Linked DNA regions of Mus musculus: regions 1, 2, 4, 5 and 6 are each linked to region 3. A link is a contact called in public Micro-C and promoter capture Hi-C data. All regions are on one chromosome and are shown on one strand. The core of a region is the stretch at or near the end of the contact, and the rest is flanking DNA. Distances in the headings are between cores, read along the strand shown. Region 1 holds the start of Pik3c2a (phosphatidylinositol-4-phosphate 3-kinase catalytic subunit type 2 alpha). Region 2 has its middle 26 kb from the start of Nucb2. Region 3 holds the start of Itpripl2 (inositol 1,4,5-triphosphate receptor interacting protein-like 2). Region 4 holds the start of Sox6os (SRY (sex determining region Y)-box 6, opposite strand). Region 5 holds the start of Rps13 (ribosomal protein S13). Region 6 holds the start of Polr3e (polymerase (RNA) III (DNA directed) polypeptide E).

Region 1 (4,003 bases), core at 968-3,467, 2.0 Mb before region 3:
GTACTGGGAGGGTAGGGTGTGTGTGTCCAGATTAAACAAATCATCAAATTCTGTAAATTTAGCACACTAAAATATCTTCAGTATTTGCCTGTCTTGGAAATATGATCAATTAGTAAAACAGATTAAGTTGTCTTATTAAATAAAGCAAGGTAAGTTACAACTTCATTCTGAAAGTACTGAGAATCAAACCTGTGGTTAGACAAGTTTCCTTAGCTATACCCCCAGCTCACAGAACTTTTGCTGTTTTGCTTTTTGTTTTTGGAGCTAGTCTTCTGTAGCTCAGGCTCATCTCTACAGGTATGTGGTTAAAGCATTTAAGAAAGTGCTTTGTACCTCTCCTGATCTGAAGGGTTGATGTGATGCTGTGAGGCAAACTCTGAGCTCTTAGAAACAGCCTGTCTTTAGGTAGAAATGCACTGAATGTGCCGAACTTATTACATTCCAAACAATATGCCAGATTTACTCTTGGGCACAGAAATGTACATAGCAACATAAAACTGAATGGAAAATTTGGAGCTCTAAATAGATGCAACAAAGAATTATACACTTACACAGCTAATTACAGAAAGTTGTTTCTAAAATCCTGAAAGCAAACAAGTCAACCTTTATGCTCTATAAAAATGAAAAAAGATTGAGACCACTAAAGTATAATGTTTGCAAGTTAGACTGCAAGCAACATGCACACCAATCATAACCCAGCTTTGCTTCCTTTATTATTATTATCATTTTTAGAGACAGTGTCTCACTAGGTAGACTAGGCGGACCTTAAATGTGACTCTCCTACCAGAGCTCTGCAGTGCAGACAAGCATTGCAATTATAGGGTGCACCACCATGCCCAAGACAACGGAGGTTTTTACAAGACAAACTGCTTTCAATATGAATTCCGCCAGCACCCATGGGAATCTGTGGAGGTGCTGTATTTATTATGTATCTATGTTAAAAATCACTTTGAAACTAAGTTTGAGTTAACAAATATCTCTCTCTCAGTTACAATGCTTTTCAGTATTCAAAACACTGAATGCCAAACTTGCAGGCAGTTTCAAAAACTTGAAAATTTCAACCAAGGCACTTCAGCGTGGTCTGTAACCTTGAATAACCAACTCCAATTACAGCAGAGCTACTTAACAGTTTCTCGTGGAGAAAGAACCATCAGGGAGGCAAGAGTACAAAGTCTTCCCTGGAACCAGTGTTCCAGGACCTCTGCGCAGCCTCTCTTCCCGAACACTACTTCACCAACCCCCTAAGAATAGCCTTTTATTTTCTGTCCTTGGCTTGAGATGTACCACATTCAGTGATCTCCCCCCCCCCCCGCCCCCCGCCCCGAAGGCAGTATTCTTCCTGACACCTACCTGGAAAGATTTAGGGATACTTTTTAAGAAGTAATCTTGTTCAAACAGGGATGCTTCCTTCGTGTCACTGAATTCAAACACCCACTGGCTAAAATAAAAATATACTAATTAGGACTTCACCTTCTATCAGGACAACACGGTGAAAGAACTACCGTATACACTCCCCTCCTCTTCAATTATTCCTTGTTCCTCAGTCACGCAGGAAGAGTTAAATATTCTTACTTTAATGCCCTAGCAGAAAGATGATGCACTAAATATACACAAATATCATTGCGTTCCCAAAGCAAGCAGTTTCTGGATTTTTGTTTTAAGGTAACGAGGTGAAGGGTCTCAGAAGAAAAAGAACCACCCGAGGCTCTAAAAACCGAGCTGGGAGAGGAGAAGGAAGAGGCCATAGCAGAAGTTCAACAGCCACTCTCCAGAACAGTCGGGACAGGAGCCTGGGACCGCCACCGCGGCTCCCTCGCTGTCCCGGGGGACCGTGGGGTGGCTTCCCCTCCCCCGCCCCCCGAGGGACAGCAGCGTCCGGCGGCCCGCGACAAAGGGGCCTGGCGCGGGGCGCTGGCGACCGTCGGGTGGGGGACGGGGCCCCGAGGAAGGAGTCAGAGAGGATGGAGTGACCAAGGGGCACGGCGGCCGGGTCCCTCCCCTCTGAGTCCCTCGGCGGCTGCGCAGAGCCAGGTCCCGCTCCGCACGCACCGGCAGCCCCTCACCTCACGCTGCGGGAGTCTTGGTCTTCACCGCAACCCGAGCCTTCGCGCCCTCCAAGGTCCGAGCCATGTTTTTCTCCCGCCTCAGCTGGCTCAGCCGGCCGCTGAGGAGAGCTTCGACTGACTCCGCGGCCAGCCGAGCTCTGCACGTCACTTCCGATGGTGCAAGCACCGCCCCCGTACTTGAGCGCCTTGCGATTGGCCGACGCGGATGGCCTACCTGAGATGGCGGGCGGGGCGCAGGCGGAGCCTGAAAGGCAGCAGCGGGGAGGTTGCGGGATGGAGTGTGGTTGCCCCGGGGAATGGGTGTCTTAGGCGCGGCCGGCCGGGGGCCTCTCGGGGAGGCTACCCCGGGACTCCTCCTGGCCGGCCTCGAGCTCCGAAGCGCCCTTTGTTCCCGGGCCCTGTCCCAGCACCGCGCGCCTCTGATCTCTGGCTTGCGGTTGCCTGGTTTGAGGTTTTGGCCCCAGGCCGCCCAGAGATTAGCTTGGTTTGGAAGACAGAAAAGAACAGTCAAGACGAAATCTTTCATTCCCTCCAGCGGTCGGCGAGCTCTCGCGGACGTTCAGGTGCTTCGAAGTTTGCATTAGCTCGTCGTGTGGGCCCTGGAAAGGGCTGGATGCGTGCGTGCGGCGTTCTCGCCTTGGTGTTTGCTGACAGCCCCGCCGCGGCCAGGTGGGCAAGGTTAGCCCGGTAATAACAGCGCTCGGCCAGACATCACACCCAGGCCCCATAGTAATCATACCTTTCTCGTGAGCGCGGACTGCAATTGGGCTTGTAAAGAGTTTAGCGCTCTGTTGTCTGATTCAAAACTGTGAAGCAGATGGGAGAATTATTCCCGTTTTACAGATTGCAAAAGACGACTGTCGGTAACTGTCGGAGGAGAGGAATGGCAACGTAAACTGGCAGAGTCTGCTTGGGTTTTGGGATTTCGAAGTGTATTCCCAGCATTTCCCCCTTTCCTTTAGTAAGGGAGGAGAGACCTCTGATCCTTTTGGTTTAAATAAACACGCTTGCACTTCTAGAGGCTGGATGAAGTTCTGCTTTAAGGGGAAGCGGGAGAAGGGGGCAGGGAAGGAGGGCAGGGAAGGGAATATGAGAATGTGGCATCTTCCTGTAGTCCAAGCTGAAGCTAAGACAGGAGATTACTCTAAAGCTCAGCAGTTCAGGACCTGTCTCCAAAAACAAACAAACAAACCTAGCTCAGTGGTAGTGCACCTAAGTAGGTTTAGTCTCCAGCACTAGCTGAAAGCAAAAGGAAAGGCTATTCTAGGGAGAAGTCTAGGAGCAACTTCTGGCTGTACCACCCTCCCTCCCAGCCCCTAGCTGTCTACTAGCCCCACCTCCACGCAAGCTTACACACCCCAGAAGAATGTCCCTTAGGAATCTGCTCAGCTCTACAGCATTGTTCTGCTTTATCTTCTCATCAAAGGAGGAATTTATACACTTGGCAGCTCTTCCTCAAGATTTAAAAGGGTGAGGAAAAGGAATTCTCTCAGGACTGGCTTCCTACCTTCTGCTGGAAAACAGAGTGTGCCTTTAGGAAAGAAAAGAAAACACTGAGTCTTATGGGAAGATAACTTGGTGTTCTCTCTCTCTCTCTCTCTCTCTCTCTCTCTCTCTCTCTCTCTCTCTCTCTCTCATCTCTCTGATCGAGAAAGGGAACTATCTTCTTTTGGTCCCTGGTAGCTTATGCCCTCCCTGGTTTGACTCAAACAAATCCTTGTTGAAATTCTGGCTTTCTCATTTATTGTGGCTTTTGTATGGCCCCACAGGTAGGAAGTGCAGTAGACTGAGAAGCTGAAGACTTAGGTAGCTTCCAATTGCAAATTGTTAGGTGTCAAGAAGCTGGGCTAGGAGCCCCCTCTCAGCCCCTCCTCTGCCTGGCAGTGGTGCCTGCCGATGGTTGTTAAACAATGTGAACAGACTTGTAAAGAAAGTGC
Region 2 (4,364 bases), core at 562-3,061, 2.0 Mb before region 3:
TAGTACACAAGGCCAGTAAACAAGGCTTGGGGTCCCAACTGCACAGGATGTGCTTGATCACACAGAGGTGGGAGCTATGTAGATGTGGATCATCCTTATCCTTGGGGACAGTTGGCCACTGGCCTGCAAGGACAAAAGAAGGAGAAGCTTTGAGCAGGGTTAAGAAGGCCATGAGTACTGGTTGCCTCTGATTGGATGAAAGCAGAAGTATGAAATCTGTGGGTTTTGCTTTTATAAGCCCATGTCTAATATACTTCTGGGCCATTCTCTGACATTCTAGGATTCTAGGGCCTGGACCTGGGCAGTGTCCATCTTCCTGGCCAGTATTTAATAAAGCTTGCTTCAATTTTGGCTCAAAAATTGTGAGCATGGTCTTATTTCCTGGGGCGGAGCTAACATGTCAGTTCTTCCCTTCCACCGAGTGGTCTGTCTCAGGGATGGAACTCATGGTGGTCAGGCTGTCAGGGGAGCCATCTTGCTGACCTCCAGTAGGATATTTCTTATAAAGCGTTGGTGGGAGGCAGGTAGGTCACAGGTGGTTGATTCAAGCTGATAACCCCACGGAAGTCAAAAGAGCAGAGGAAACCCCACAACTCTATTGCTCCCATAGGACTGTAGTCTGACACAACGAGTTGACTAAGAACACTTCCTGTGCTGCAAGGCTTTCTTTTTTTTCACTTCTGCTTTCTCATAGAATGTCAAGGGACAATCCTGTGGATGCTTTCTAGTGACAAGTATCTTTTCTCCTAGTTTCCTTTGCTCAAAGTCCCAGGTATCATAGAGAGAAATCACAGTGACAGGATCAGCCGATCCTATTGTGTCCATAGTCAGAAGAGTTTGTGCATATTAGTGCTTCTCCTTCTGTACAATCCAGGATCCCTGCCTAGGGAATGATGGGACATCCCCCACTACCACCCCAGAGTGGGCAGGTCTCAACACCTCAGTTGACATTCAAAATAATCCCCGCAGGCATGCTCAGAGGCCCATCTTCTGGGGTACTCTAACTTTTGTAAAGTTGACAATACTGACCATTCTCTCTTTCAACTATTCTTTCATTCGGATGTACCCCATCCACCCTTTTCATTTCACGCAGCCAAGTCTCCCCTCAAACTCACTATGTGACCAAGGATGACCTTGAACTCTTCATTCTCCTGTTTCTACCTCCCAAGTGTTGGGATTACAGGTGAGTGCTACAGGCTTGGTAATTTATAGGAAGAATATGAGGGCAGAAATTGCATGTGCGGAGTTAAGATTTAGTCACCCAGCAATGGTAGAGCTTTCAATGTTAGTTAATTGGTGATAATTATAAATTTACAGTAAAAAAAAAAAGGTTGGGGATATGGTTCAGTGGTTAAGAACACTGACAGCTCTTTCAGAGGACCCAGGTTCAATTCCCAGCATCCACACGAAAGCTCATAACTGTCTATAACTCCAAGCTCTGACACCCTCACATAGAGACATACAAGTAGGCAAAACACCAATGCACATTAAAAAAAAAACAAATGAATAAAAATTTACAACAATCAAACTGATGAGGTTGACACATAACCCATGAACTACACACAGAAGGCATACAGGTCAGTTCTGTAACTGAAAACGGCAATGGGAAAGGCAGCCTTGGAGCTTGTCTGAAGGAAAAGCTAAGGAGATCATTTGCATATTGCTGGGATGAAGACCACAGGCTTTTGAGGCAGCTCAAATTCTAGCCTCCTATTTCCAAATAATCTATATTAAACAAGTTACCTAACACCACTGCAGCTCTGTTTCCTCATTTGTAGAGTGGGAATAATGTGTCTGCGGTGTGTTATGAGGATTGAATAAGATCACGGGACTAGCCTGCGTTCTGAGCTATTGTTGGGAAGTTAACAGAAGTTCTCAGCCTTGAGAAAAGTAGAGACAAGATTGCTCTTGAGAATCAGAGGTTAAAGAGCTGGAGATACTTCAACAACTTCCATAAGCCTCTAGGGAAAAGCAAGGTTAGTTAGGATCGGAGAAAACATTTCAAGTACACTTGGAAACCCGAAGAAGAGCCAGTCTCCCAGATAAGGAGGTGACAGAAATAGAGGCATCTGCCTTTGAGTGTGTAACCCCCATGACAGTGACAGTTCCCTGTCAATGACTGAATGAGCCCAGGTCTGTGCATGTGTGTGTTTGCTAGACAAACTCTGGTATTGTTACTCAGATCCACTGCATTTTTCTTTTCTTTTTTTCTCTTTTCTTTTGAAATAACATTATCTCATTGGCTTAGTGCCTGCTGCAAGACAAGTGAAGCAAACGACCTTCAGGCATCTGTCCATTGTCCTTTTATGCCTCTACAGTAACTGGAGTTAAAAAAAAATCCACACCATCTGCCACAATATCTGTAATTATGCAAGAGTGGTACTCACACCTTGGCAGTAACCAACAACTCACTGATTGAACTTAAGACCCACTCAACAAGAGGGAAACCATGCCAGGTTCTGGAAACTAGCCAACAACCCAGAGCTAGTGAAGCCATGGATCTTAGACAAGAACCTACAACCAAAACTTTACTAAGCCAGTATATGCCCTAACTACACTCTAAACATCTGTCTTTATATCCACAATTAAGCGCCCTCCTCATCCCTCATCAAGAAAACTTTTTGCAGCAAATAGAGGCCATTACAGAAAAAAACAACCAATCGGAATGCAGAGAACAAGAGCTCACAGGTACCCAAGCCTACTACAACACAACTCCTGTACTTAAGCTTCTGTACCTTGGGGATCGTTAAGGAAGAGGAGGGTAGAAGGATTGTTAGAATCAGAGTAGTAGGAAGTTTGCTGTGAGACTGCGTCTTCTAGAAATGTCAGAGAAGCTCCACTGAAGTGGAAACTCATGGGTTTGTCAGAAAGTCGTTTGGATGGTGTTTTGCTGGGGCAGACACATGAAGAAATGTTTGGCTGATGTGGACACAGGTGAAGGACTAAGGCAGACTCATGAAGGAACATTTAGCTGAAGCAGACACAGGTGAAAGGATGTTCTGCTAAAGCAAGCTCGTGATGCTTGTGAAGGACACGTGATGAAGGATTCTTTGCTAATGACACATGTAGCAGTGAATTTTGGCTACACTGCTTTGTGCATCTGCCCAGAAGCTAGTTTGGGATCCTCAAATGAAACACACACACACACACACACACACACACACACACACACACACACACACACTAGCTTATTTTTTAAATGCCTTGGCTATCTCAAAGGCTGGGCACTCCTAAACCTTCCACTCCTACTCCAGGCTCAATTGGGGAAGTGGCCAATGGCTCCATTCCTCCCTGTGTCCTACCTGTACATCTCTATCCTGCCCCTGGCCCAGTCATTGGCTGTTGGCATCTTTATTGATCGATCAAAACTCAATTGGGAACAATGACTTTCAGCATCTGGACACGCAGATTCCTGATTGAATCAAAGCATTACAACCAGTCTCCAACAGACATGCATGTACTGATCCACCTTCCATTAAGTAGTTGAGCTTCACTTGTTGGAACTCCATAGAAAGAAAAACACCAAAAAACTTCTGGTGATGTGCTACAGTTTCTTGCCACTTCCTCAGACTTGGGCTGGTTGGCAGAGTGATGTCAGCCATGCTGGTGCTGAGGCAAGACCCATGGAGGAAGAGTGATGTTTCCAGGGCATAAATAGGACTTGATGGACAGTGACAGAGACAGAGCTTGGCTTGCTGGTACAGCTAGCTGTACACTGCTTATGGGTCTTGCATCTTCCTTGGGAGAGGCATAGCCAAGAACTTCTCCTGGCTTTCCTCCTGGTCCAGTTGTGGGATGGTAGAACCATGCCAGGAATCTTGGTGGGTAGAGCAGTTTGAGACTCAGAGACTCTGTGGGCACACCTGAGACTTTGGCAACTCCCCGCTCCCTGTCAGCCTGGAACACATGCCACACTCCCCACATCAGGAAACCTGACCTGTGGTCACCTCAGCCCAGAACAGAGTTCTCCATGATAATGAGGGACCTAGAGGCACCAAGTGCTTAGCCAATAAGCTTCCCTTCCTAGACTTTCCTCCCTGCAAAAGGTATTTAATATTGAGTCAGACCTTAAGAAGGAGGTATGCATCCATTTCCCACCATGAACAGTCAATAAACAATTTAGAACCATGAAATATCTCTTTCCATCTACCACCACACGGAGACTGTGGAAAAGGTCTTAGCCTACCGAACTGAAGCTAAATCTCCCATAGAAGTACCTTCTGCACTCCCAGACAACTGCCACCATCTCTGTAGCCCTAGATTGTGCATTTGGGCAGACTAAGTCTGTCTTCCTGGCTCTGGTTACTCTGGGCCCTTTCAGAGAAAAGGACAGATCAAGCCAGACTTAGCTTGTTGGCTGTGGA
Region 3 (4,217 bases), core at 473-2,972:
CAGCCCAGCAGTTTCTGCTCCTGACGTGCTGTGTTCACACCCCACAGAGCCTCGGCGCGCAGGCCACCCGGGAGCTCTGACAGGGCCCCGCTAGGCGAGGGTGGTGGTGGTGGTGCCACAAGGAAGACGCCATCACCCAGGTGGACAGCAGGGATGAGGCGCACGGCCATGGAAAGGCGGCAGCAGCCATAGTCCGTGCGGCAAGGAAGGATGTGGAGGGTGGGGGGCTGCTCCAGACTGCCTGGGGTCAGGCTGACCCGACAGCGACCCTCCAAGCTGTAGCGCACAGTGGCCAAGGAGCGCTGTAGGTGCGCCTGGAACCAGCGCAGTACCAGGGTAGCTGAGAGGTGGCGACGGCCCTGCACATCCACACAGAAGCCTTCAGCGAAGGGTTTGCAGTCGCGATGCCACTGGCCCGTCGAGGCCCCCGATGGCGAGGGTGGTGCCTTGAGGGCGCACACGAAGCAGCTGCGGAAGGCTGGGGTCAGCGAGGGTTCGGTCCCCAGGCTCCGCGGCTCCAGCGCCACCTGCGGCGGGAGTCGCAGTGGCACCAACACGTCGAAGCTGTCGGGTCGGCGGATTTTATGCTGTTCATAGGCGCTGCCCACCTGGATGAAGTCTCCCCGGAAGGCCAAAGCCAGTGCTCCCCCGGTGATGAGGCCTGGAGACCCTCGGGCCCGGCCAGCTTGCACTAGTTCCCCCACAATCCGGCTCACATGTGCCTTGCTGTGACCTAGCACATGCGGCGACAGGCGCACTTCGTGCTCATAGTAACTCTCCAGTAAGATGCTCAGGCCTGGCTCTTGCAAGGATCTGGCTGAGAAGTTGGCATGACCACGCGGGCGGGAAGAGCCTGGCAACAGGCGCTGGCGGATGGCGTGGCGACATCGTAGGAGGATGTAGCCGAGGAGAAGAAGGATGGCCACCTTGAGCAACGGGAAACCGCTGTCTGCGCCGTCGGGGGACTCGGCCCGGGCATCCTCGCTGCTGCGTAGGGCATGGTAGAGGCACACCAGCGCCGTGCACAGCCCGGTCACCAAGGGCCAGAAGACCCGCAGGTTGAGCGTGTACCGCACGGACATGCCGGGAGACCGGGCGGCCCAGGGCGCGAGCCCGGGTGGTGTCCCCTGCCCAGCATGCGCGCAGCGTCCCGGAGGCCCCGAGGCCCCCGTGTCCTTGGCCTTGAAGGAGGCTCCCCGCTCGCAGCGCCGGGGCCAGCAGCCCCGCTGCTCTGCCTCCACTCTTAGCTCAAGTTCCCCTTCCAGGCGCCGCCCGCGCAGCTCGCTCCGGCCCCTGACCGCGCCCTGTCCCTGTCCCGCTCAGTCCCAGCCGCGCTGCCCTGGGCTGGCTTCTGCCCCGGACTCCTACCCTACCCTGGGCGGCCCTCCTGGCTCCGCCACAGCTGTGCACAGGGGCGATCGGCCGGGTTACTCGGGTCCCGGGATTTTCTTCTTTCGGAGGGGAAGGCCGCGCCGGGCAGCCGGGAGGAAATGCCGGAGTCTGGAGCCTCGCGGGGAGGGCGGCCCCCTCCCAGCCTCCGCCTGGTTCGACGTCGGGTGGCCAGAGGGACTTCGGGACTTGCGGGAGACTGCACTCCCGAGGGCTACTCCTGGGCCCCCTCCTGGAAGGCAGAACGGGGAAGGCCTGGTTCCGGGGCGGTGGCTGCATCTGATCCCGCACTTACTGGGAAGTTGCTGGAGGAAGGCTTGCAGCCCCACCGCCCGGCCCTCCCTTCGCCCGGCCCCACCCCCAACGAGTCCCGCTGGCGGCGTGGCAGGCTCGGGCGGAAGTGGCCCCTAGCTGTCTGCCGCTGTGCTGTCTTGTAAACCTCTGTAGAGTACCTACTAAGCACTAGACAGGAGCCTAAGGGCTGGGAATGCAGTTGATAGTGTGGAGGTTCTCTTGCCTGTTATTCAAGCTCACAGTCTGGTAAAACGGGACTACGAACAGAGAAGGGTGGTGATGACTGCCTCTGATCCCGAGGCTGGAGTCATGAGTTCAAGACTAGTCTGGGCTACATAGACTGTCTCAAAAACAAAGATTCCCACCAGCAGATGTTCTGAAAGGAAGCTGAATGAAGGAGTACAGGTTGATCTTCCAAAGGATGATCCTCAGAGTCCTGCCCCAAACTGTAGGGTGTCTGACGAGGTAGTGTTGGATCTGAGACCTGGGAGAGCTGGTGCAAAGCGATAATGATAGTTTTTGCAGGACAGGAGACAGGTTTGATGCCCAGCCTCACCACCTGAGTTTGATTCTCAAACCTGCATAGTGGAGGGAGAGAAGTGTTCTGCAAGTTACCTACCCTCTGACCTCCTCGTATATGCAAGCACACACACACACACACACACACACACACACACACACACACACACACACTTACTTTAAAAAGGAAAGAAAAGAAAGAAAGAACTGTGTTTTGGTTTTGGTTTGCCTTATACCTGCATCAGTCACATGGTACATACTTACTCTGTACTTTAATGCTAATCCATACTGATAAGACCTTAGTGCTAATATCTATTGCCAATAAGTAGTATCTTCTCAGATTTTCTGATACTAGAGTCCAGCCAGGTTCCAAAGATCACCCAAAGTCACACAGCCTTTGCAGAGCTGTGCTTCCATCTAGAGGAGTCAGAAGGCAGGGTGGCCAGGGAAGAGGTCCATGTGTCCTTTGGGCATTTTTTTTTTTTCTGAGTCCTTTGTGAGGACTCTTACAAACCTGGAAAGCCTGCGCTTTTTCATAACACGAAAGTCCCAGGAACAATTTGAATGTATTTGAATAGTCGTCTGTATTTGTTCACACTTATTACACCTTGCTGCTGTATAAGGGGAGCAAGGGTAAATGACTTAGAGCATATGGGATCCCAACCATAGAACCAGGATAGAGGGTCATCCCAGCATTAGTCCAGGAGATCCTGACTGAACTAGTCAGGCTAAGCAGAAGTGTGTGTGTGTGTGTGTGTGTTCACTCACATTTATATGTGAAAGCCATAAGTTAACCTTGGGTGTTATTCCTCAGTGTCATTCCTTGGGTGCTATTCCGCCTTGGGTTTTGAGACAGGGTGTCTCACTGAACCTGAGGTTGCTGTTTCGGTGGCCAGCAGCTCCAGGCATTGGCTTGTTTCTACCTCCCCAGTGCTGGAGTTTCACATTCGGGCCATCGTGTGCTGCTCCTCCATACCTGCCTCCTCCTCACAGAGGTTCTGTGGATGGAACAAGGGTCTTCGTGCTTGTGAGGCGAGTGTTATACTGACTGAGCCATCTCCCCAGCCACTGGATTTATTTTTAGATCCCATGTATGCTGTTGCCAGAGTCCAGAGGATTCCTAGGGTGTCCTCACAAGGTGCCCCCCTTGTGTTTAAGTTGATACCAAGATTTACCACCACACATCCACCCCTTGACAACCTGACACACAGTCACCTTGCCTTATATCACCCTTAACTTCCAAATAAAAACAATAACTAGGTCATAATTCTGCCCAACATGATATAACTAGCCACATACAATCACTAATTAGTTATATATTTTAGACTAGATGGCAATGTCCCTTGAGGGATGCTTAGTCTTTTAGAGTTTCATGACGTAAATATGATAATAATCACTAATATTATCTCAACCTATGTTATATTACATTAGAGAAATGGAAGAAAGCAAAATGTCTGCTTAGTGTATATGTTCATATGTGTTCACATTCTTAGCAAAATACGACAGAAACACTGTGTCCATTATAATCGTGTCTGCAGCTGGTCACGTGGCCTTAGCTGGTATGTATAACTACCTTCCTTGATATTCTGTATTTCCTCCAGTCTCAGTAAGCACTTCAGCAGGTCTTGGCTCTTTTCCTGGAGGAGTGACCATACCTTCATTCCTGGGGAACGGTATCATATCAGTTGGTCTCTGCTGTGGGTAGATCTGGCACTCAGCAACACCCGTAGCCAGGTCAGGCTTTGTGAGTGAAAGTCTGTTTTGCTGAGCCCCTCTACAACCTGCGTCTCCGCCACCACGGCCACTTTGTTCATGCGCCTATTGGGTAGTGACAGGGATGGATTCCAAGAGGCCGACTTTTCCAGAATGTGTATTAGATAAGAAAGTACAGACTAGCTAACAAGATGAAGGGGACAGAAATACAGCCAGACATGGTTTAAGGGAAAATGTGTGGCGTCAAGGTAATGGAGGAATCCAAGGAGATCCTACTTCAGGTTAAGCTGGATCTAGGTCCA
Region 4 (4,243 bases), core at 126-2,625, 2.5 Mb before region 3:
GAAAACTACGAAAAACTGGAGAAGGAGAAAAGGCAAAAATCAAAAGCGAGATTTCATGGTCAGTCTTCCTAGCCAGGGCCTCTCCAGGCTCTCCTGGCCGGTTAGGCTTCCCTTGGGAATCCTGTAATCCAGAGCTGAACTGAGCTACTCAAGTCAGCCAAGCCCGTGCCTATGGGCCTTGGGGATGAGGTGCTGAGTACGCAGGCTAATTATACATGTGGCATTTGGGCAGCCAACTGTCCAGTTGACACCTTACCTTATGAGGAAGCGTCCTCCCCACCAACTGTTCAAAACAAAATGCCATCTCGGGATCAGCTTCGCCTGCTCTGGGCCGGTTCAGGGTTCCCTCTCCTACCGCCTCTCGCCTCTCCAACCTAACACAAGAATGTGGCCTAGGGAGGCCAGTCGCAGGCAGGCAGGCCCGCCAGGGTTGGGGGGACAGGCGGGGCGGGCCTTGCCAGGTGTCTGTCCTGTCCCCCCTCACTGTGGACCAGCTCGGGAACGTAACCACTTGACCTTTTTATTCACCGAACCCACCTTCTAGAAATAGACTGGGCGGGGCTGTGTCTGTTCTCGGACCAGGGGGAAAACCCGGACATGTGACTACAAAGGACAGAAGAGAGGAGACCCTGGTGGGCGGGGGGAAGGGGCATTCTCTCCACTGGGTTGCTGGCTGGGCGGTTCCGTGAGGGCCAAAAGCCAAGCCACTGGAGTTCACCCTGGAGCCCAGCGTCCAGGACCGAGAAGTCACCAGAACTCCCTCTCAGACATTGAAACTGGAGGTCCGGAGCCCAATCTATTGTGCCGCTGGGACAGTTTCGGACTATCTTGAGACTGAAACTTCAAGTGCGGCCCTTACAGGAGGCAACTCGCAGAAGCAGCCTAGAACAGCCCATCTTGCTAACTAGCAGCCCTGCCAGCCCAGTAAATGACTTATTTTAGACCACAAACTGGAGTCGCTGCCGATAACTGGTCATTCACACAAACAAACATTTTCAAACTTGGTCAGAGTCAGACAAGCTTAAATAAAACTCATAATACGCCGGAAACGACCACCTTTTATCTATCCGAACACACCAATTCTTTTTATCTTAAAGCTGCGCGGACCCGGAGCCAGTCTGTCCTCCGCAGAGCCCGGCCGTTCCTTTGCATTTGCAGCAGTTCAGCCCCAGCAGCCTTTGCACAAACCCGGGTCCTTCTTCGTACTGCCCTTTAAGGGAGAAAGCCGAAAGCAGCTCCCCCGGGGCAGGCGAGCCTCGCCAACACCGCCTCCCGCCCAGGGCCCAGCCGGTGCTCCGAACATCGGCCCGCAGCGGGCAGCCAGTAGCGGGCCGGGCAGAGAGCCTAGAGGGACGAAGGTTGCGGGTCAGGCTCTGAGCCGAGGGTGCCGGCTGAAGCGCAGAGGACCTGGAAGCCGAACCCGCGCGAGCCTTACGGGGCTGTCCCTCGCCCACGCCGTCAGCGGGCCAGCCTGCGCAGCAAGCGTGCTGAGCAAAAAGGACCACCGTTGGGTTGCAAACTGCCTTGGAGTTCGGTTTGTGTACTGCTGAGAGGACCATTAAAAGTAAAGTGCAATAGTGGAGGGAGCAAGGGGAACTGGAACTCGAGCGTCCCGGGAAAGTCGTGGGAAGCCCCGGTGGTGGAGGGCGAGGAGGGAGCGCGCGGCTTCTAGCCACCCGGGTTTTCTTTAATCCTCCGGGTAAATTTCACCCCTAGCGCGGAGAGCTACGAAGATCCTGGAGTCCCGCCCGCCCTAGGCCAGCGTCAACCCCACAACTAGCCAACGATCCCAGTCCGAAATGGGGGAGGTTCAGAAGCCCTGCGGGTCCTCCCGGCCCCTGAGCCACAGCCTGGCTAACACTGACGCCTCTTAGAACTGCGGCGGCGCAGTCACACGGCAAATCGACACTTTTCAAGAAAACAAAATATTCATTCTCTAACAAAACTAACTTCGCATTGAGTTTCTATTGGGGGAGAGGGGTTAACTCGGCCCTAAAGGAAGCCCGTTTTGTCCAGGTTAGATTTTGTCTACTTATGGATCAGCCGTTGGGTGAGGGTTTAATTTATGGCTTATGCATTCTTTTAAGGTCGATTTACATGACCTCCGGCTACAACTAAGATTGCCGAAGAGGGCACTCCAGTCGTCAGTCGGCCAAACCCACAATTACAACAGCCCTCCCCCACCTTCTGTGGCTCAGACTCCCCTGGCAATCTAAACTGTTCTCTCTCTCTCTCTCTCTCTCTCTCTCTCTCTCTCCCTCTCCCCCCTCTCCCCCCTCTCCCCTCTCCCCTCTTCCCCCTCTCCCCTCTCTCCCCTCTCTCCCTCTCCCCATCCTTTCCTCCTCCACCTTTCTCTTGTTTCTTCTTTTTTATGACTTTACTTTTTGATATTATGAATAACATAAAATATCACTTTGAAAGTTTCGCTAAAACTTTCTCAAAACCCAAGCAAGCATGCCGCGATGAAAGATCCAGTGTTCACAAAGCCCTCAAGATGTTGCCCTCTTGTGGGTACAAAGGGCATTGCCATCCAAGAGCCCCATCTGAACCCTAAGCTGGAGAATAGAAAGAGCGAGGGAAAGGGAGAGAGGGGAGGAAGAGGAGAGAGAGGGGAGGGGGAGGGAGAAGGAGAGAGAGAGAGAGAGAGAGAGAGAGAGAGAGAGAGAGAGAGAGAGAGAGAGAGAGAGAGAGAGAGAGAGAAACACTAACACAACACAGTAGGCACACCAACTTCTTCCATCCCACACTTGTGCGAACTTCCATGAAATACCTACCTCGAACTTTACGGAGACTTAACAATTCACTCTCTAAGCCACCTGACTTCTTTTTCATCTCATTCCCACTTCTATAGATTATCTACTTGGGGAGGCGAAGGTGGAGGAATTAGGTGGGCCAAGAGGGCAGACAGATTTCCGGACGAATACTTGCGATGGCGATAACACTTCTGCTGTCAAAGGTGGCTTTGGCTGTCTCTCCCTGCCCTTTTGCCTCGGTGTCCTACGCACAGTTATCTGCGGCTACAACATGTGTTTTCTCGGAGTGATTTGGGGAAGGGGTGGGGGCAAGAAAACCAGAAACCCGCCACGCAGATCTGTCACCGCCTCCGGAGTAAGGCACAACTCTCCGAGAGAGGCAGGCATCCTGAGGAACAGGGTGTCCACAGCAAGGGAGCGGCGCCGGGCCCCTTTCTCTACCTCGACTCGCCCGCTTGCCTGCCCGCCGGCGAGCACCCTCCTCCCAGTCCCCTCCCGGCCAGCCGCGGCTCTGCCAAAGGCTGCGCTCGACTGCCTCGCGTCCCTCCGCTGTCCCACCCCAGCCGCCGTCCCCGTACAGAGAAACTAACCCCAGAGGTGCCGGGAAGGGCAGGAGTGGGAGGCGCTGAGGCCAGTGCCCAGCCTAACGCGGGGCTCCTGTCCCCTGCCCCCTACGGCGCCCCAACAGGTAGCTATGACTGCTGCTCTCTCACTCAGCCTCCCTCGCTCTCTTAATTCGCTCGCTCCGTCCCGGTTACCTGGGCGGGCTCCAGGATGGTACCTCTCGGGAGGGTTCCTTGTGCGCTGCGCCGCGGGAGTAAAAGACATTAAAGAAAAAGGGAAAGATACAAATTTTAAAAATTAAAGAAAGGGGAGTCGGTGCTAAGTCAATTAGCTGAGCCTGGGGAGCAAGGGAGCAGGTCCCCAGCGCTGCGGCCCCGGCCCGCCGCCCGTTAACTCAAGTCTGCGGGGGTGTCCTGTCCCGGGCCCTGGGGGGAGCGCTGAGCGCACAAGTTTGCTGCCGGGGTGCCAGGAGGTGCACGCGGAGCCGGGTGACAGGGGGCTTTCCCCCTTGAAACAAGTGAAGGCGATGGTTAGTGCTGTCAATCTTGGCAATCAGTGTGAGCGGCCATGTCGTAAGTATTCAAAGCATTTCCCGTCGTGCAACATCAGAAAGTGAGTGGCCAGGGCATTGATCTGAGCGAGGGAGAGGAGGCAGGGCTCCCCTCCCAGACAACACAGGCAAGATGAGACAAGAGGCGAAGGAGGCAGCAAGCCAGGCGGGGCGGCTGGGAGGGAGGGGGAAGGGCCGGGGAAGAAGGGAGGGGAGAGCAGGAGGCAGAGGCAAGAGCAAGCCTCTGAGAGAGGAGGGCAGAGAGATCGGCTAGAGCAGAGACTGGAATTAGAGAACGCGCCCGGGACGCAGAGAGTGAAGCAACGGCTACAGGGGCATGAAGAGGAGGGCGATTCCGGGCAAGAGGGGCCAAGGA
Region 5 (4,200 bases), core at 1,246-3,745, 2.2 Mb before region 3:
AATGCATCAAACTAAGCCCTAAGTTTAAGCATGAGGATGGACAGGCTCATTCTCAGCCAGACGTCTAAGGCCAAATCTAAGTGGCCAAATGGTGGAAAGATCAACCTATCTGCCATAAACAGTCAATGTCTGTATGCTTATCATAGCGAACAAGTCATGAAACAAACAAAAGGGGGGGATTTCATTCATAGTTTAATCAGCATCTATCAACTATGACCCTCTTCTTACCTTTAGAAGGACCCCCCCCCCCCCCAAGCATCATAAACCAACCAGTTCTGGCTGTCCTGGAAGTAACTGTGTAGACTAGGCCAGCCTCAAATGCAGAGACCTGCTTGCCTCTAGGTAACATTTCTTCCTTCCTTTCTTTTTCTTTTGGTTTTTCGAGACAGGGTTTCTCTGTGTAGCCTTGGCTGTCCTGGAACTCACTTTGTAGACTAGGCTAGCCTTGAACTCAGAAATCTGCCTGCCTCTGCCTCCTGAGTGCTGGGATTGAAGGCGTGCGCCACCATGCCTGGCTTAGGTAACATTTCAAGAGAACACTGTCATGTGATTATATATCATCCATGCAAGCTTCCCCACTACTATGACAGAGATGAACTGACACTTAGCCAAAAAGGCAAAATGCCTACCACTATTCATTATTTACCATCTAGCTGATTTGCCAACCAAAAACCATATACTTACTATTTCCAATTAGGTGGGAGCACCCGCTTAGTCTTATAGTATCGAGCCAATCGGTGAATTCTGCTCTCTATCAGAATCAGGCGGAATTTAGCATCCTTATCCTAGAAATAAAAGAGATTTAAGAAAACCACCAACAAGTAAAGAAACTAAATAGCTTCTATGGTTAGGTTAAGTTCTTAGGGCAATTTTTTTAAGGAGGCAGGGTATCTTATTATTATACAGAATAAGTTGGTTGTCTTACAATGTGTTAGACCAGGCTGGTCTCAAACTCCAACAATTAAGGGCATGCATCACCAAATCCACAGAGGCAATTTAAACTCCTAGAATAAGGCCCATAGCCACAAACCTACACAAAAGCCCCAGCACCTGGGACCAACTGGATGTAATAGTTTAGGGGAGCTAAAAATCAAACCACCTATTTCTAGGAAACTATCATGTTGACTATTAGCCAGCACCCAGAACCACCTGAGAGGACTCAAGTGCGTTCTCCCCTCTGAAGATCCGCAGCGCAAGTGTCTCGACACAACACCTGGTTTGTTGTCCGCCTTACCTTTCTGTTCCTCTCAAGGTGCTTTCGGACAGCAACAGCTTTCTTAATCAAATGGTAGAGATCCTCGGGGAGGTCAGGGGCAAGGCCTTTGGACTTGAGGATTCTCAAGATTTTATTTCCAGTCACAAAACGGACCTGGGCCACCCCGTGTGAGTCCCTCAGGATTACACCTGAAAAGAGAAACACACTCAAGCACACACACATGCGATAAAACCCTAACAGCCAAACTCCAAATTTCCAGCTCACTCAGACATCCAAGGAAGGTCAACCCAACATGGAAAGTCCTTCTGGTGGAAACTGCGAATGTTGGAACACCATCATCACTGTGAGCTTGCCAGAATACATCTGACCAGAGGAAACAATGTGACTTCTACCTTTATATTTAGTATTAACTTAAAAGCAGCCCAACATTTATTTGTACCTATCTTTAAAACTGCATGTTATTGCTTTTAAACCTCAAATTACTTCAGATCAGCTGAGCCCATTTCACATGATTTTTTCTGCATATTTCTAGCGAACTTTTTATATCCTAAAGAGGATATTTTCCTCCGATGAGCAGTTATTCCCAGACTCAGAAGCCAAGCTACCAGAAACGAGTTATTTCCCATTTGTACAAAGTCAGAGCAGCTTAGAATCAATTCAGTTAGATGTGACTCAATCCCAGACAGCCCTTGCTCCGCTGTGGAAGCAGGAGGAACCTTTTTAACATACGGACTAGACACATTTGTTTCTCGAGAGCAGAAGGAAGAGATTACATCAACACTCACCTATCTGGGAGGGAGTCAGGCCTTTCTTGGCCAATTTGTAAATCTGTTCCTTCACGTCGTCAGACGTCAACTTCAGCCACTACAGATGGAAGAGAAATCGGCCTTAGGATGAGAGAGCACGGCGGCAACCTTCCACTTCGGGTCCCATCCTCCCGCGCACCGATCGCTTCCCACGCCGCCCTCCAACCCTCAGCCTCTACTCACCGTGGGGACGCTACGGCGGTAGGGCAGCGCCGACTGGGACAGGCCCTTCCTGAAAACAGAAGATAGGAAGTAAAGCGGCGGCCCGCGCCCCAAGCAGCCCCACTGTCCCTTCACCCGCAGCCCGCATCCTCCTCTCTCAGCCCCGCGCCCCAGCCCCGCAACCAAGGTCGGCGCCGCGGGCTCACCCGGGAGCGTGCATGCGACCCATGATGGCGGAGGTCTGGCAGCAAAGAGAGAACGAGGTAGGAAACGGCACAGGAAATCAAGCCGCACAGGAAGTGACGCCACTCACCGACGTTTGCTCTCGCGCGGGGGCGGGGCTACATAGTGTGGCCACCGGAGCCCGGGAGACTACGCGTCCCAGAAGGCATGGCGGCGAGGCGGTAAGTGTATGGCTGGGTTGCTACGCCTTGAACTCTTGTCTCTAGTCTTGCTCTTAGCCAGAGCAGCAAGTCTGTCTCTAACATCTCTTCGGAAGTCGCATCTGAGGGGACCTAGGGCGTGCTCGAGTCCTGGGCTGAAGGATTTGGATAAGCTGCGGGTTTCTCAGGGCTCCCTCTGCAGCCCCGAACTCGTGCGGTGTGGGATGATCGCAAAGCCTAGGTGCAGCCGGCGCTTCTCTCTAGATCGTTAATTCTAGGCTTCCGAGCCCCGCCCGGGTCTGTCCTCCTGTCTGCGCGCCTTTTCTACACAGGTCGGAGCGCAGAACCGCTCACCCCCGTCGGAGAAGAGTTGGGAACGAGGAAAGAAGCTTCGAGAAGATGAGGGGGAAAGGGACTACCCCGGGAGTTGGTCTTTTAAGGATGTCCTAGTCCGGTTCACCACAGAGCGTTCGAAGAATGGGTGAATATAACAATTTATTGTAAATGCAACAAAAAACAACAAAGACATGGACCCAAGAAACTCAGATCTACAAGACCCTGTTGACAAGTGAAGCGTGAGAGGTTTGAAACAGTACTGAAATACTGATCCAGTTTTCTTTTTTGTTGTGTTTGAGACCGGGTCCCTCAATGTAGTTTTGGTTGTTCAGGAACTCGCCTTGTAGACCAGGCTTGCTTCAAACACACGTTAAGTCTTTCTGCCTCTGTCTCTTAAAAAAATGCTGAAATGATGATGAAAGGTTTGAGCCATCATGCCCAGCTGCGTTCTTTTAACCCATTACTAGTTGAATTACGTTTTCCAAAACATTGGGAACTTGAACCAAATTTGTATTTATTTCCTGGCAAAGTTGTATTTGATTAATTAACCAGATTCACACTTTTAGCCCAGATATGTGATCCGAACATCAAGCTTGGCTTCAATTCGCAATCCCTAAGCAAGAATACTTCATTTCACTCTAACACATTTGTCCGAATACAAATTTAGGGTTCAATAGTCTTTCTCATTTCCACGAGTCACTCCAACACATCTCACCACAGAAACGTATCAAATACTTCATTGTTTCCACGGGTACCCCAATCCTATCCATCATCTCTCAGGCAGCTTAAGTGGTGTCCCATTATGTATACAATCCATTGTCTGCCTAGTGGTTAGTGGTCTCTTTGTAAATCCCTCTAAATTGTGTGTGTTAAAGATTGATTTATTGATTTATTTATTTAATATAAGTACACTGTAGCTGTCTTCAGACACTCCAGAAGAGGGCATCAGAACCCATTATAGATGGTTGTGAGCCACCATGTGGTTGCTGGGAATTGAACTCAGGACCTCTGGAAGATCTAAATTGTTTTTAAAGACTTTTACTGTGTGAATATGGGGTAAGAGGATAACCTTGTGTAGTCTTTTCATCTTTTTACCTGGCTTTGAATATCAAACTAGAGTTGTCAGTGCACAGCAAGCACTTTTGGCTACTGAGCCATCTCAGGGGCTCTCTTTTTATATTTTCTCCATGTATTTGAAATAAAACCCAAGTCCCTGGCCTCATGTCCTTCCACTTTGCCCTTATTTCTACTCATTCCAAGCACATTTTTTTTTTTCCTTTTTGGCTTTTGAGACAGG
Region 6 (4,188 bases), core at 893-3,392, 2.4 Mb after region 3:
TGGAAGGGTGCTTGTGAGAGGATTTTTAAAAATGTGGTGGACTTTACTCTCATAGTCCAGGATATTGTTAAATTTTTGTTTATTTTTGTTTTGAGACAGAATATCCTATGTAGTCCTATGTAGACTGGCCTGAAACACACTTCTACCATGTAGACCAGTCTAGCCTGGAGCATAGTCTGTCACCGTGTAGACCAGGCTAGCTTCAAATCTGCTAAAAACTTCTGCCATTTGCCTCCTGATGGCTGGGACCATAGATATGCACCATTACGTCACACAGACACACACAGACAGACACACACAGATATACACACAGACCCCCCACCCCACCCCCTCCCCCACACACACACAGTTTTTCCATGATAGGGTTTCTCTGTTTAGCCCTGGCTGTCCTGGAACTCATCTGTACACCAGGCTGGCCTTCAACTTAGCGATCCACCTGCCTCTGCCTCCCAAGTGCTGGTACTAAAGGAGTGTGCTTACCATCTCTTAGCCCATATTTTAAGACACAGTTTTAAAGTGTACATTACATTTATCACCTGTGTATCTTACTTAATTAATTAATTACTTAATTATCGTGTGAGTATGTGTGACAGAGAACAGCTTGTGGATGATTCTTTTTCTATCATGTGGGTCCCAGGGATTTTTACATGCTTTTACACGCTTAGCCATTTCGAAGGCCTTACTTGTGTAACTTTTAATAAAAATTATGTACACAAGAAAATAATTGGAAGCAAAATGCCATATTGGCCAGGTGCAAGGCTGTAATTCTGGTACTTAGGAAGTGCAGGCAGGAGGATCAGAAATTCAAACTCATCAATGCACGTAGTTCAAAGCCAGCCTGGGCATTGTGAACCTTAGTTTAAACAACAAATGAATATGTATGCATGTTCAAATGTAAATGCAGAAATGAGTTTAATTCTAGGTGGTGGAAATATGGGGTGTGTGTGACTATTTTTTTTTTCATCTTTTTCAGTGTTTTAAAATATCTAGGGCTGGTGAGATAGCTCGGTCAGAAGGTAGGTAAACACACTTGCCTCGAAGCCTGACAACCTAAGACGCCCCCACAGGGTGGAACAAAAGAACTTATTCATCAGGCAAGTTGTCCTCTGACCTCCACGGCCCGCCCCCGCCCGTTCCCCACTCCCAAACAAATAAATAAAGTAAACGTAAAAGTCTGTATGGGCATATTAACATGCAAAGATACTTAAAAATAAAGTCTGGTTAAAAACAAAAGCAAAACAGAAAATAAATCAAAAGTATAGTGAAAAACCAGCCAGCTGTATATCTCTATGTGTTACTGTGTTAATATTTATATACCAACCCATTCACAATATGAACAAAACTATTTTCTATGGAGATAAACATTGACAGCAAAAGAGCAGAAAGGATGTACAATCAGCCAATAATGCTGGGTACTAGGAAACTAGAGCAAGTCAAAGCTCGAAGAATCTTATTTTGAATATTACAAAGAATATATTTTATCTGCAAAGTTTTAAAATTGTTTGTGTACTAAAAATTTAAACACGTAAATTTTCAGATAGAACTCTGCAGACCTGGGGTTACAGTTCAGCTCTGAGAGCTTGGTGAAAGTTACTGACAGAACCAGACATCGAATTCGGGTTTTTGAGTGTCTGAGTGGCTTAACCTGACACCTTAACCAACTGACTCAGAACGCAAAATAAACTATCCTTTGCTTTAAAACTTATTTGGAACAAGCTTGCATCTAAATACTTTTATTTCAATAAGTGGCATGATGATAATATTGTTTATGGCAATTTCTATCGGCAGGAAATAAAATAAATAAATATAACTCCAAGAATCGAAAGAAAATATACGTGTCAATCCAATAAGTAGCTTCTTAGAAAACGACGTCAACAGCTGGGTAGTGTGGCCGAGCGGTCTAAGGCGCTGGATTAAGGCTCCAGTCTCTTCGGGGGCGTGGGTTCGAATCCCACCGCTGCCAAGGCAGGCTTTTTCTTTTGTCTCAGCGTCTTTCGCTCTAGGTTCCTTCTGCGAGCGCAGCGGCGACCCCTGCTGTCGATGTGCGCTCTCTGCACCACGAGCAGCTCGCCGAAGGGGCGGTCCCGCGCGCGCCGGGGCGGGGCATTGTGGGTAAGAGGAAGCGCGAGGGCCGGCCCCGCTCCCCCCACGTGTCCGGCGGAGTTTCTCCAGCAGGAACATGGCCGCTGCCTGATAGAAGACCCGGCCGCCGCCGTCTCTGCAGCCCGCGGGTCCCTGGGCCGTTCCGCCGCCCGCGCGCGGCCCCGGCGGAGAGGTGAGCCCCGACTCGGCAGCCTCGGGATCCGGGTCGCAGCCGTCGCACTCGCTCGGTGCTCCGGGCCGCGCTGCTGACTAGGCCAGACAGGCCCCCGCCGCTGCGTGCCGAGGGGCCGCGGCCTCCCGGGACCAGGGCAGGGCGCAAGGTGGCCGCCCGGCTTTCCAGGCCGCCCCGGGCCTGGGTCGCTCCGTTCGGCTGGACGGTGGGGAGACGACGGCGGTGCGGCCCGCGCTGACTCAGGCTTCGGCCGCGCTGCCCCGCCCGGGCCTGGCTCCCGAACCGCACCTGCGAGGGCACTGGTGCCCGGTGGCGTGGCGGCTTTCGGAAGAGTGGGAAGGGCGCCTGAGCACCGGCGACATGGAGAAAGCCACTGGACTCGGGGCCGCCTGCATGGGCAGGGGTCGTTGAACCTGGTCAACTCTGCTTAGCCCGAGCGGGCCCGGGACGCCTCATTCATTGATCTGTGTTTAAGCAGAGTGGCGACTGCTTCGTGGACCCGGGGACCTTCCAGTAACGGGGGATGGTGCACATACCGGGTCATCCTGGAATATTGTTTTAGAGTTCCTGGGTTTGGGAGCGAAAAGATAAGATCATACCTTTATCTGTGAAATGGGGATATGATTCCCGTGCTACGGTGTTTTAATGAGTGTAAGATGGGTGACACTCCTGCTTCTTTCATTTGTGGCTGTCTTGTTCGGTCTTATATTGGAAGAAAACATGTTGCCACGTAGCAACAGTCCTTCTAGGTTCGCCTTATCCCTTTGAAGCCGGTGTGTGGTTTAAAATAGGAAAGGACCCAGGGTTATGCAATTCACGTCGCTAATCAGCTGCTATATTGAAGAGGTAGGATTTGAACCTGTAAGGTTTTGCACGGCAGTCCAACCTCTTAACCACTACACCATACTGCCTTTTACCAAAGAGATGTGCAGCATGTTAGTTAAGAATAAAACCAAGGCTCTTGGCATCAGCTAGATTTGGATTTCTTTACCTGTTTTCTTGGGGGGCTGTGACCTTGGGTAAACCAATTCGAAGTTGGGCACTATAAATTTTGATTTGCACAGCTAATGAGAAGAGTATTATTTGGTACTATATTGATGCCTGGCATCATTAATATTTGGGAGAAAGAACTGTGATTTTTTTTTTTTAATTTTAAAAGTAATGATCCCATAACCACGACCAAGTATAATTATTATCTCCACTTAATGGTCCAGGAATGTGAAGCATAGAGAAGCCTTCGTAGAGTTTAAAGTCTAGTACAGAGGACAGCTAACACCTGACCAGCAAGCAGATCAGGAAGTTCCAGCTTAGGACCATTCAGGAAATAAGGAATTATGCTTGTAATGGAAGGGGCTGGAAGCGGCTGTTTCAGTTGAGTTGTCAGGGAACACGTCTAATCCTGGAAGGACTGGCAGTGGTTACATATAAGGAAAATGAGCATCCAGAAAATGACTTGGTGAGCCGGGCAGTGGTGGCTCATGCCTTTAATCCCAGCACTTGGGAGGCAGAGGCAGGTGGATTTCTGAGTTCGAGGCCAGCCTGGTCTGCAGAGTGAGTTCCAGGACAACCAGGGCTATACAGAGAAACCCTTGTCTTGAAAAACCAGAAAAAAAAAAAAGAAAATGACCTGGGATTGTTGTGCAGAGTGTCCTCAAGGATGCTTGGGGCTTGGCCTGTTAGAAGTTCAGTAATTGGTCACTAGGCCATGAGGAGATGCTTATGTGGAGACAGGGGTAAGATCGTGTAAGGGCTTAGGGGTCCATGGAAGGATTTGTTTTATGGGACAGTTGGAGGGTTGGGAGCAAGGCAGCAATGCTATAGTAGCATTGCTACTGACAGTCACAAAGAATGGCAGTCTCTTGAGCATTGGAGATAGGAGGGTGGAGCTAGGGAAGCCTTTTTGTTTGTTTTGT

Evidence for each region. Promoter capture Hi-C pulls out the DNA fragments that hold promoters and counts their contacts. A called contact is a pair of places that touch in the nucleus more often than the background predicts.
Region 1: a promoter capture Hi-C map of cranial neural crest shows a contact between it and region 3. The contact joins the promoter of Pik3c2a here to the promoter of Itpripl2 in region 3. A contact is called at or near these places in 4 of 39 promoter capture datasets (the 3T3-L1 cell line, cranial neural crest and hippocampal neurons).
Region 2: a contact with region 3 is called in a promoter capture Hi-C map of pre-B cells, with 2.8 times the contacts expected there. The contact joins the enhancer-like site here to the promoter of Itpripl2 in region 3. A contact is called at or near these places in 5 of 39 promoter capture datasets (the 3T3-L1 cell line, the C10 cell line, embryonic stem cells and 2 more).
Region 4: a Micro-C map of embryonic stem cells shows a contact between it and region 3, with 8 times the contacts expected there. The contact joins the promoter of Sox6os here to the promoter of Itpripl2 in region 3. A contact is called at or near these places in 2 of 39 promoter capture datasets (cranial neural crest and embryonic stem cells), 1 of 484 Hi-C or Micro-C datasets (embryonic stem cells) and 2 of 9 other capture datasets (adipose tissue and liver).
Region 5: a promoter capture Hi-C map of 3T3-L1-derived adipocytes shows a contact between it and region 3, with 4 times the contacts expected there. The contact joins the promoter of Rps13 here to the promoter of Itpripl2 in region 3. A contact is called at or near these places in 6 of 39 promoter capture datasets (the 3T3-L1 cell line, 3T3-L1-derived adipocytes, the C10 cell line and 2 more) and 1 of 115 datasets of contacts at active chromatin or transcription factors (large pre-B cells).
Region 6: a promoter capture Hi-C map of the 3T3-L1 cell line shows a contact between it and region 3, with 4 times the contacts expected there. The contact joins the promoter of Polr3e here to the promoter of Itpripl2 in region 3.

Annotation. Positions count from the first base shown.
Region 1 is chr7:116,441,241-116,445,243 of GRCm38.p6, forward strand. Pik3c2a (phosphatidylinositol-4-phosphate 3-kinase catalytic subunit type 2 alpha) reads right to left here and starts at 2,218. Exons shown (of 33, transcript NM_011083.2): 1 at 2,064-2,218.
Region 2 is chr7:116,475,855-116,480,218 of GRCm38.p6, forward strand. No RefSeq gene overlaps it. Among named protein-coding and RNA genes, the nearest start is that of Nucb2, 26 kb to the right of the region's middle. Within about 2 kb of position 1,812, at least 51 of the 459 cell types and tissues checked have an H3K27ac peak or open chromatin away from gene starts, as enhancers often do.
Region 3 is chr7:118,490,253-118,494,469 of GRCm38.p6, forward strand. Itpripl2 (inositol 1,4,5-triphosphate receptor interacting protein-like 2) reads right to left here and starts at 1,723. Exons shown (of 1, transcript NM_001033380.3): 1 at 1-1,723. The coding sequence starts at 1,082.
Region 4 is chr7:116,030,604-116,034,846 of GRCm38.p6, forward strand. It overlaps Sox6os (SRY (sex determining region Y)-box 6, opposite strand), which reads left to right and starts at 1,376. Exons shown (of 2, transcript NR_152104.1): 1 at 1,376-1,564; 2 at 1,717-1,947. The region is part of intron 1 of Sox6 (SRY (sex determining region Y)-box 6); the gene reads right to left.
Region 5 is chr7:116,331,695-116,335,894 of GRCm38.p6, forward strand. It overlaps Rps13 (ribosomal protein S13), which reads right to left and starts at 2,496. Exons shown (of 6, transcript NM_026533.3): 1 at 2,391-2,496; 2 at 2,206-2,254; 3 at 2,002-2,080; 4 at 1,235-1,404; 5 at 685-785. The coding sequence starts at 2,413. It overlaps Snord14a (small nucleolar RNA, C/D box 14A), which reads right to left and starts at 1,563; the gene lies at 1,477-1,563. Gm10589 (a long non-coding RNA gene) reads left to right here and starts at 2,475. Exons shown (of 2, transcript XR_869889.2): 1 at 2,475-2,588.
Region 6 is chr7:120,915,636-120,919,823 of GRCm38.p6, forward strand. Polr3e (polymerase (RNA) III (DNA directed) polypeptide E) reads left to right here and starts at 2,143. Exons shown (of 21, transcript NM_025298.4): 1 at 2,143-2,275. n-TLaag4 (a tRNA gene) reads left to right here and starts at 1,882; the gene lies at 1,882-1,963.